Regions from separate parts of the Mus musculus genome. Here region 2 is linked to region 1. A link is a contact called in public Hi-C data. All regions are on one chromosome and are shown on one strand. Each heading gives the region's core, a stretch centred on a gene start, on an enhancer-like site or on the middle of the called end of the contact. The rest is flanking DNA. Distances are from core to core; before and after follow the strand shown.

Region 1 (5,698 bases), core at 1,246-3,745:
TACACATGTATCCACTTGTGTGTAGAACCAGGTGGTGGTAAGAAGCCCCAGCTTAAGTGGCAGGCCCACTTCAGATTCCTGGCTCTATTTCTCACGGACTCTGTGATCAGGACAATCAGTTTGAGTTTCCCTTTTCTTGCTTCCAAGTGCATAGACAGGTATAAGGCAGAGGTGTACAAGGTCCCGGACACACAGTCCTTACTCCCAGCTCTCCCTGAACTGCAGTACACCAAGGACAACGACAGAAGAGGGCTGCACTCCTCGCCACCCTCTTCTTTTCTGCTTTTGTAATTTCTTCCATTTATTTAGTTGGTTTGGGGTTATTTTTATTTATTTGTTTGTTTACTTACTTATTTATTTTGAGACTGGGTTTATCTGTGTAGCCCTGGTTGCCTTGGAACTCTCTATGTAGACCAGACTGGCCTTGAACTCAGAGATCTGCTTGTATATGCCTCCTTAGTGCTGAGATTAAACACCTGGCCTGATTTGGGTTGTTTTGTTTTGTTTTAAAGACATGCATGGTCTTACAATGTAGTCCAGGCTGGCCTCGAACTCACAGACATTCAACTTAGCTCCAGCATGATTACTCCTGACTTGCTTTTGTCGATTTCTGTAGGACCCCCTGACTGAGGCTGGGATGCCATGCGGCATTAAGATCTGTCCATCAACAAAGGGGGACAACAGAGCCTCTTACAGCCGCTCAGCTAGCTTGTCCAGAACAACGTCACCAGCCTCCAGCTGCTTGCGCCTCAACCGCTCCTGTAAGTCTGGAAAGGGACGCAGGGCTGGCACATCCTCAAAGCGCAGACTCTGTGCGGCTTGCAGCTGCTCAGCCAGGTTACTGAGAGAGGACAGGAGGGGCGAGCAGTCCTGCAGGGTGCTCTGCCACAGGTTCTGCTGTTCCTCCACCACAGGGAAGCACTTCCTCAGGGCCTCCTGCACAACCAGCAGAGGCTGGTCATGAGCCATTTTCTGGGAAAAAATAAACAAAACAAAAGGGAGTCAGGGTACCAGAAGGGAGGGCCTGCATCAAGGCTGCGTCATTTCCGACCTCAGGAGAAGACCAGCTGTTGGTCTTCAAATAGTCCCAAGGCAATAATGAAAGGTAGGGAGACTTTGGGGGACACAAACAAGAACTCCTAGTCCTGGAAGTGGGCTGACACCTTCAGCCAACAATGAAGGAAGAATTCCTGCAAGTACACTTACCAACTGTGAACAGCCTTTCTTCCTTCCTGCTGTAAATCTTCCATGTTCTAGAAATCTCACCAGGAATCCCATTTACAGAGAAAGGACACACACTACCCCATTTACATCTGTAGGATTTAATACCATCAAAGAATCTTGAAAGCCACCTCACTTACTTCTCTTATCAAACAACTTCTTGTTTGAAGGGAGTCACAAGGGTTTTTAGAAACCCTTTTGAGATGTAAACTGAAAGCCACCAAAATAAGTAATTGTGGCTAATGTAACATGACTTTAATTCCAGCCCTCTGGAAGCAGAGCCGGGTTTTGGGTTTGAGGCCAGCCTGGTCTCAAGAAACTGGGGGAAAAGAAAGAAAATCAACTGCTGATCTCCCTAGAGAATCTCATACCCACGTGGCTATGTCTAACTTTCTGAGATTCTCTGAGGAGCATGCAAGTGTCTTTTATGCCTAGGTGCCTGCCTCTCTCTCTTAATTCTTGTGCTTATGCCTGTATTTAAAACAGCCATAGGCTGGGAGTTGTCGAATGCATCTTTAATCCTAGCACTGGAAAGACAGAAACAAGCAGATCTCTGTGAGTTCGAGGCCAAACTAGTATACACAGAGACTTCCAAGATAGCCAGCGTTATATGGTGAGGCCCCGTAGCAAATATGTTCATGTAACTCTGCTTCATAAATCAGCTAGTGCTGAGTTCTTTTCAGCGTCAGGGCCATCAACTGAGCTCAGCTAGTGCTGAGTTCTTTTCAGCGTCAGGGCCATCAACTGAGCTCAAGTCCTTAAAAGGCTAGGGCAACTCCCCACGCTGCAGAGTGGAGCTGTGTCTCTGTCTTGTAACCGCGGACACTCAAGAATATTGATTCTGGCGGTCCTCTTACCTTCTCTCTGCAGGAAGACCGTTGCTTCGGGTCTTCCGAAGGGGTTTCTTCACGACAGGGCAATCTGCTTTAGACTGCGAGTCTCTGGGGTCTGTCTGTTCCGGGACCTGTGCTTCTGGAGTCAGTCTTGTCGCCTCTCTTTAAGATTTCCAGCCCTAAATCAACAGGAAAACGTAAATCCTGCGATGTCAACGCTGAGTACATCAAAAACTACACCGCGCTTATTCACAAGAACGAACTCACCACTCTACTTCCAGTTAGCACGACTCTGGAGTCGCGAAAAGATGGCGTGTGCCGCAATGACATCTGGGCATTGAAGTCCTCCATGAGGATTGGCTGGCGGAAGGAGAAGAAGCTTTATTGTGATTGGGCGTGGTGAGAACCGTCCTAAGACGGCGATTTGCTATTGGCTAGGCTGTGCCCGTTGAGTTTGAATTGGGTGGCGGTTAACCGAGGAGCCGCCCGTCCCTTAGTTGGAGCTGTGAGGGTTCCTCAGACTGTGTTTTGGGACCTGCAGGTAGGTTTCGGCAGAGTTCTGGAAACCTAGACTCCAACGACTGAACTTTCTCAGCTCTCCGACCGCTCACACCCTCTCCCCGTCTCAGTCGCGGAGCCGGCTGCTTGGCCCCTCGCTCGACGCAGCCAGGCGCCATGGCTCCCAAGAAACGCAGCAGCCGCGGAACCAGGACCAACACGCTGCGGAGCCGGAAGCTCGCCTCCTTCCTGAAGGACTTCGACCGCGAGGGTAAGGGGTGGATTCGCGTGATCGTGGGTTTTGGGTGGGTTGGGACGCGGATGCGACGGCTTCGCACACCTGACGCGGGATCCGTCCGCTTTCACCTCTTTGCAGTGCAAGTTCGAACCAAGCAAATTGAGTCCGACAGACAGACCCTCCTCAAGGAGGTGGAAAATCTGTACAACATCGAGATCCTTCGGCTCCCCAAGGCGCTGCAAGGGATGAAGTGGCTTGACTACTTCGGTAAGAGCTGCTAGCGTTTTCCCCGTGACCAACGAGTGCTTATCTTGAAAGCTTATTGTAGGGACTCATTCAGATGTCCCCTTCTTAATAAGGTCTAAAATAACCACCGGTAGGAAATTGCCATCTGTCATAACTTATAAAAGAATGGTGGGCCCATAGGAAAGAAGTAGGCATGAATTACCCTTCAGATGAGCGCTATTAGGACAGTGCATCTCACCTTCACGTTTGAATGGGAGAGCTTTAGAAGAGATATACCAGAAATAGAATGATGGAGGCCTGAAGGAAGAGGGGCGAGGCCGAGATCTCAAATCTATAGTACAAAGTGAGCTGATAATTGAAGGTTTTTCAGGGGTTGGGGGAGGCTGTTCCGCACTGACATGACCTAACCTATGCTAGCCTACCTGCCAATAGGCAGGGATGCAGTCGCTCAGTAGGACAGTAAGAGTTGTCCTGCAGCTTAACAGCGGAGGGAGAGGACTGTAAGAGCAGGACGCATCATGTCTTCTCAGCATCTCTGTATCCAGGGGGAGTGTTTTGGGAGAACACATCCATCTTTTGGGGAGACCCTACTGCTCAGCCCCACTGGAAACTGCCTGCCATCCAGCCAGGCCAGTGGTAGGCAAACCACTGTCCTTAGCAGGCCAGGTAACAAACAGTCTTGAGTTCTGGAACTGCATTTCTGTTACAGTTCCAAAAGAGCCGTGATGAGTTTGATTTCTGGGCAAACTGAAATGTCAATTTCACATAATTTTCACACATCCGGGAAATACTTGTACAAACTCAGCCTTCTAAAATGAATGAATAAATTAAGAGAAAAATTATTTGTTTTTTGTCAGAGCTCATTTCGGACAGTATCCTCAAACAGCTCTGTCTTGTGAACTACAAAGATAGGAGTAGGCCGGGCAGTGGTGGCGCACGCCTTTAGTCCCAGCACTTGGGAGGCAGGGCAGGTGGATTTCTAAGTTCGAGGCCAGCCTGGTGTACAGAGTGAGTTCAGGGACAGCCAGGGCTATACAGAGAAACCCTGTCTCGAAGAACCAAAATAAAAAACAAAAACAAAAGACAAATCACAAATCATCACGGCCAAATAAATTAACGCAAGCGTTTTCATTAGTGTATGCAGGCTGCCTCCCCCTACGGCTGGGTTTGAGAGATCGGCATTGGATGTGAGGAAGTCAAGTCTCTTACAGCTCAGTGGTTGGGTGGGGGGGGGGTGCGTCTTCAAATGGGGGATTTAGCAAGCAAAATGGGCGGGGTTACAGAAGCAGAACATAAGCAGAACAAGTTAGTCTCCTTCTGAAACAAAGCCAGGTGAACATAACAAGATAATCATAGCCGAGCAGTGGTGGTGCACGCCTTTAATCTTGGCACTTGGGAGGCAGAGGCAGGTGGATCTCTGAGTTCGAGGCCAGCTTGGTCTACAAAGTGAGTTCCGGGACAGCCAGGGCTACACAGAGAAACCCTGTCTTGAGGAGAAAAAAAAAAAGATAAGAGTGGTTTTCTGACCAGAGAAAAATGTCAGCCCATTTCCCGCCATTTGTGAAACCCCTGAGGAAGCATGGAGGCTCCTTTCTCTCCAGCTGCTTCCTCTGCCTTCCTCATCACTATATCTACCAGTGTGCCTCCTCCTTCCTAGGTACAAGTGCATGTTTTGCTAACAAAATTCTTCTGTCATGCCTTATTAATCTTTCTGTTCATTCATTTCTACAAAGTTAAGTGTCACTCACTAGGCTAGGCACTAAAGATGCACCTAGGAAAAGCAGACATTGTCCCACCACAGGGGTAGTGGAGAAGGACCGCTTAAAAATTCATACAGAATTTAGAAATAAAGTACGACAAACAAGATGGGAGTAGCAGCCAGTAAGTATGAACTGAATAAGCATTAATAGGATGAGCCAGTTTTGTTTTTGAGACAGGCTCTCTTTGCAGCCCTAATAACCCCAGCTATTCTGGAACTCTTATATAAATCAAGGTGGCCTTGAACACACTTGTGATCCACCTGCCTCTATCTCCAAAGTTCTCAGATTAAAGGCATGTGCCACCACGCTGGCAAATAGGCCAGTTTTAGGAGGATAACACTGGGGCCCAGAGAGATACATTACTCAGGTTCTCACATATGGAGGCAGAGTCTGTTTGCTCCCCATCATTCTGTCTGTAAGGCCCAGGATCTTAACTGTAGACCCTGGATTCCATGAGGAGTTCTTTGTCTTTTTTTTTAAATTGTGGTCATTGTTTTGTTTTGTTTTGTTTTTGTCTTTTTCTTGAGACAGGGTTTCTCTGTGTAGCCCCAGCTGTCCTGGAATCCATTCTCTAGACCAGGCTTATTGATTTAACAAAATCTCAATAGTTTGATTTTCCCTATGAAGACTTGGGAGCCAGATGCTGAGGTGAGAGCCTACTAGCTCAGAGAGACAGAGAGAGCACCCAGCTGACCTTCCCCCTCAGCTGATGTCCTAGAAGGCATGCCTCTCTCAGGCCATCTCAAGAAACCTTCAGATTGAATGCCCCTCCCTTCTACTTCCTGTATGTCTCTCTATCTACCCTCCTGACTTGTTCTTACCCTCTATGGTTTTTCCTAATAATCGTATGCTCACTTCCTGTCAGCTGGTTGCCTGCTCTATCTTTTGACCTATGGTTGACT
Region 2 (5,493 bases), core at 2,721-5,220, about 13 Mb before region 1:
GACTAAGTTCTATAACTTAACTGTGCTAAGAATCAACATATTCCAGGTCCCTTCTAAAAACCAGGTTCTATAATCAGGAAGTGGGCCTAGGAGCCTGTGCTGTAATGGCTGCCTCCTGGGCTCTAACGGAAGTGCACAGTGCACACAGCAGTACTAGGACATGGAGAGGCAGCTCTGAACTCGATCTGCAAGAAGCCAGACTCAGCAAGCCCAGACCTAGGCCCAAAACAGACCTTCTATACCACTACTTCACTGGTGTAGAAGCCAGAGGACACGCACCAAAGGTGGGTAGTTCGGTTCCACACCATCTTATGCTCCTGAAGCGACAGCCGCTGGATCACCCCCTTGCAGTTTTCCACGAACTGGCTGTTGAGTGTTTCTTTAACAGACCGCACAGCTCCTGCAGAGAAAGCAATTATGGCACCTCTGAAGGACGCTCTGGCCGCTCTTTAAGGTCTCCCATGTGTTGAGCTTCACTAATTAGTCAACACAACAACATCCGTGTCACTGCAAATCACGCTTAGAGAGCACACTGCAAAGGGCCTGACGTAAGTCCTTCACATGAGCCACATCACTGGGCCCTAAACTACCTTATACCACACTGAGTCTCTCTAAAACAATCCCAAGTCCACAGTGCTTTGGTCACCTTGCCCCAACACCATCAAAAGGCTCTTAGGAGGGCGGGCAGGTTAAGTGCCCGAACCCTGGAAAACCTACCTACAAGAAGGTGGAAAGAGAGCCAACCCCCCCAAGTTGTCCTTTGACCTCCACCAGTGTGGAGTGGCACCTTCACCCTGCCCTCCCCCACACAAGATAAAATAAACAAGTATGTTAAAAAGGGAGAGTGTTTCTGTCAGCCAGGATGGTCCTTATGGGCTCCTGGAATGAGGCAGCTGCTGCCACACACACTAAACAAGCAAACACACCTTCGATGACAGCATAAGGCACACACTTCCCCGGTGCTTCTGAAAGAATGCCCTTTAAATCTTCACCCAGATGAATCTTCTTAGCTCCCTAGATGCAAAATAAATAGATAGATATTCAGTTGGCCTCTGAATACTGACACACTCTATAGACTTAAGGTGTCGTGGGCTGAGGGATGAGGAGGCCGACAGGAGGGCAATCAGGAGGCTCTGCTTCTGAAGTCTGGCCCGGAAACTTGAACATGGTTAGGCCAGGGGCACTGGGCTCCCCTTCCCCAAGGCTGGAGGTGTCACCATCTGCTTTCCAGTTCAACACAAAACTCCTGTCACATAAGTACTTTTACATGCGTATCTAAAAGGTGCTAGCTGCTTGGCACACTGTAGAAGGAACCTCAGCAGAGACCGGGCTAGCTCAAGCAGCAGCATATCCCTGACGATTCTGAACAACTTCACTCATCTGAGTCTGCTTCCAAACTGTAAAGGGAGGGAGAAGACGATCTCATGGAATTTTCTGAGTGGGATAAATGAACTCTGAGGTATGGGAAAACACAGTCCAGAGCGGACACATGGAAGTTGTGATGGTTTGTCTATGCTTGGGCCAGGGAGTGGCACTATTAGAAGTGGCCTTGTTGGAGTAGGTGTGTCACTAAGGGTGTGGGTTTAATTTAATGCCCTAGTCCTAGCTGCCTGGAAGCCAGCATTCTTCTAGCAGCCTTCAGATGAAGATGGAGAACTCTCAGCTCCTCCTGCACCATGCCTGCCTGGATGCAGCCATGTTCCTGCCTTGATGATAATGGGTTGAACCTCTGAACCTGTAAGCCAGCCCCAGTTAAATGCTGTCTTTTATAAGAGTTGCCTTGGTCATGGTGTCTGTTCCCAGCAGTAAAACCCTACGACAGAAGCCATGCAATAATCAAACATTCGTGTCACCAGGAAAAACACGGGAGTAAGTACAAACTCAGCTCTGTAAGCTGTGACCTGACCAACAGGTGCAAGCGGACACTAGGGCTCCCACAGCTTTTTCCAGGAAGGGTTATTTCATCCTTTTAGGGACTAAGTCTCAAGTACCACAGGCTGGCCTAGGACGTATCGTTCATCTGCAGGTGTCCTTCACTTGTTTTGTTGTTGTTTGTTCTGGGTTTTTTGTTTGTCTTTTTGTGCTTGGTTTTCTGGGTTGTTTGTTTGTTTGGTTGGTTGGTTGGTGTCCCTTGAACTCAGAGACCCACCTGCCTCTGCCTCGTTACACTGGGAACTTCTGATCCAATCCTTTTCACTGCAGAACTCCACGGTTTTGTTTCTGAGCCCTTACTGAAACCAACCTGGTGATAAGACTTGGGCTCCAAAGTCCATCTTCCATACAACTGCCAGAACAAGTCTTTGGCTGATGGACTGTGAAATTCCAGCCAGCATAACACCACCACCATGCGCTGGGCAGCTACTGCTCGTCACACGCTGAGGTAAGAACCGAGAGATGAAGATGATCCCCCCGCCCTTTCAAGGTTCGTCAGCTTGACAGGTGCCACAGAGCAAGGCGGTCAACTAAGAAAGGAGGACAAAAAGTGTCGTGTTGCTGGAGTTCCAGGCAGAGCTGTGCCACGGTACCCATAAGAGCCAGCCTCAGCCACCAGTCCTCAACAAGCCAACTACAAAAGCTAAATTAACAGCGACAAGCCAGTGAGGGCGAAGACCCCTGGGGGCTCCGCTCCACCCCAGCTTTATCTCTGGGTCCTAACACAAAAGCAAGGGCCTTTCACATCTTTACCTTATTACTTTTTATTATATGGGTGGTTTTGCCTGCATGCATGTCTGTGTATCACATACATGCCTGGTACCCAATAGAGGCCAAAAGATCACCTGGGACTGGAGACAAAAATAAAACAGAGACGGAAATGTGCCGTCTGAGCTGTTAAGTGCAACCCTCAAATGAGAATGTAGTTTTAAAGTAACTATAATATACAAAGAAATGACTGTAGAAACCTGGAGCGGAGCGGTTAAATAGATGAGCCTTTAAGTTCTCTGTTCTCCAAATGAGCCTCTAAGTTTGCTGTTCTTCACGTTGGAATCACCCCTGCCTTACATATCTTCACATCCTCCATCTCCGACCCAAGTATCACCTTGTTTAAAATGGCGACGCCCCCCTGTCAATGGCCATAATCTAGAATCACTTGGAAAGAGTGTCTCAACAAGGAACTGTCTATATTGAGTCAGCCTGTGTAGGCATAGCTGTTTAGACACTGTCCTGATAGCTCTAACTGAAGGGGGGAAACTCGCTGTTGTGTTGTGACTGACACCATTCTCTAGGTCTGGGCTCTGGACTGTTTAATAGTTGTTTCTCTCGACTCAGACGTGATTTGCAGCTGACTCAAGTTCCTGGCCTGGACTTCCCCGCGATGATGAATGGTAACCTGAAACTACAAACGAAATAACCCTTCTCCCTCTCCTAAGCTGCTTTCTGTCAGATATTTTACTATAGCAAAAGGAACGGAACTCTCCGTTTCCCTATCTTTCCGCTTTTCTCTGCCCTACTCCAACCCGATTCTCGCCCTATCACACGATCCAATTACGTGTAGGCGTGTGGTTGACCTAGAATGCACTGTGCACCAGGACAATGGCCTGTTTTTCTCACTACCTGGTGCCCAGCAGGTTTTCGAGAAACAGTTTTACAGCACTGCAATAACGTCCAGTGACACTGAGGGTCACTGGGGGGGGGCAGCCTCGCTGCAGCAGGTGCCCGGGATCCCCTCTGGCTGCGCGTCGTCTGGGGCCCTGTGGCTCCCCGGTGCGCCCCGGCGCGAGCTGCCAGTGAGACCGGGCTGCCCACCCCACCCCCCGCACTGACCTTGAGTTCCTGCGCGACCTGGGCCTTCTGCCGGTATATGGAGTACAGTACGGCGGTGACCATCGAACTGGTGCCCAGCAGGATGACCTGGCCGAGCGACGGTCGCGAACCGCTCTCCATGGCGACCCCAAGCCGCACCAGCCGCCTCGAAATCACCTGCGACCCCTACGCAGCCGCGCAGCCCTTCCCGGAACCCGTCGCCCGTCGATGACGTAAAAACCGGAAGTGGAGGACGGGGGTGGAGCAAAGACGTTGCCTAGGTGGTTGCGACGTTACTGCGGCCTCCTGGGAAACCGGTGGGGCTGGCTGTGGTCACGTGGGAGCTCTCCCTCCGGGTTTCTAGACGTTCTTGCTCCGTTATTGTTAAATGACATCTAATTTATCCTATGAGAGCGTGCCTTGGTGCACCTATAGAGGGCAGGACTCGATCTGAGCGTCCCGGTTTCTCCTACTTTATGGGTCCTTGGGATGGAACTCAAGTTCTTAGCCATGGTGGCAAAGCACCTTTACTCACTGGTCTGTTTCTCCAGCCCTTGCTGGATTATTTGATGTCGCCGCCGTCAGATGGGGAGCTGAGTAAAACGCGTGTTCAGCACCAAGAAGTGTTAGGCTTTAAGCTATCGGAGAACCTTGAAACCTGGCTTTTAAAGATGAAGAAACTAGCCCGGCGTGGTGACGCACACCTTTAATCCCAGCACTTGGGAGGCAGAGGCAGGCGGATTTCTGAGTTCGAGGCCAGCCTGGTCTACAAAGTAAGTTCCAGGACAATACAGAGAAACCCTGTCTCGAAAAACCAAAAAAGAAGAAGAAGGAGGAAGAGGAAGAAGAAGAAGAGAAGAAAGAAGAAGAAAAAAGAAACTGGGGCCAGAGGGGATGGAGAACATGGTCGGAGCCATACTGCAAAGGAGAGCTGGAGAAAAATTAGTCCAGCTTCAAAGCCCTCAACCACTACACCAGTTGAATTGATTCTACACCAGTTGAATCGCGAAAATAGCTCTTAATCTACTGCCACGCCACCCCCAAAACAGCATACTGCTTATTTAATAATAACAGCAAATATTTTTATTGAGTGACTATTATATGCCTTGTACTGTAGTTCGTATTTCTTAGGCCTGGCCTGTGTTTCACTCCACTATCTAGGGACCAAACCCAGGGTTTCAAGTGTTCTTCCACTTAGCTCCGTCCCAGTCACTCCAGACCAGCATTTGATGCATTCAACCACTGCCACAGTAGAGTTTCAGGAGAGGAAACTGAGGCTTCGGTTAAGAAATACACACAGTCCAGCACTCAGGAAGCAGAGGAAGGCAGACCTCTGAGTTCAAGGCCAGCCTGGTCTACAGAACGAGTTCTAGTACAGTTGGGACTACACAGAGAAGCCTTGTCTCAAAAAAACAAGTGGTGGGGAGAATATAAATACACTCAGACCTTTAACTAAAAATGATAATGGGCTTCAACCCAGGTGACCTTTGGAGAACTCGTCCAACTCCTCTCAGACATCAGAGTCGCCGCAAGTCTTAGCCAGCACATCTGCCTGCAAAGCCTGGGTTCTCCTTGCAGTGTCCTATAGGTTATCCTTTAAATTCCTCAAAATAGACCTAATGATATTCATTGGAGTGCTTTTTAAATAACAAAAGAATAAAAATGATCTAATTCCAATAGTCAGTTGGTTGAATAAAATTTGAAACGTTTGTTGAGGCAGGAAAAACGTTGGGACAGGAAAAAGAAGCACGT

The links. Hi-C and Micro-C count contacts between places; a contact is called where the count stands out from the background.
Region 2: a contact with region 1 is called in a Hi-C map of regulatory T cells, with 17 times the contacts expected there. The contact joins the promoter of Mul1 here to the promoter of Cdca8 in region 1. A contact is called at or near these places in 1 of 39 promoter capture datasets (pre-B cells), 2 of 484 Hi-C or Micro-C datasets (CD4 T cells and regulatory T cells) and 1 of 9 other capture datasets (liver).

What each region holds. Positions count from the first base shown.
Region 1 is chr4:124,933,714-124,939,411 of GRCm38.p6, reverse strand. Cdca8 (cell division cycle associated 8) reads left to right here and starts at 2,495. Exons shown (of 10, transcript NM_026560.4): 1 at 2,495-2,823; 2 at 2,929-3,057. The coding sequence starts at 2,730. It overlaps 9930104L06Rik (RIKEN cDNA 9930104L06 gene), which reads right to left and starts at 2,364. Exons shown (of 5, transcript NM_177573.3): 1 at 2,079-2,364; 2 at 695-972. The coding sequence starts at 969.
Region 2 is chr4:138,433,149-138,438,641 of GRCm38.p6, reverse strand. It overlaps Mul1 (mitochondrial ubiquitin ligase activator of NFKB 1), which reads right to left and starts at 3,970. Exons shown (of 4, transcript NM_026689.3): 1 at 3,763-3,970; 2 at 927-1,014; 3 at 280-400. The coding sequence starts at 3,882.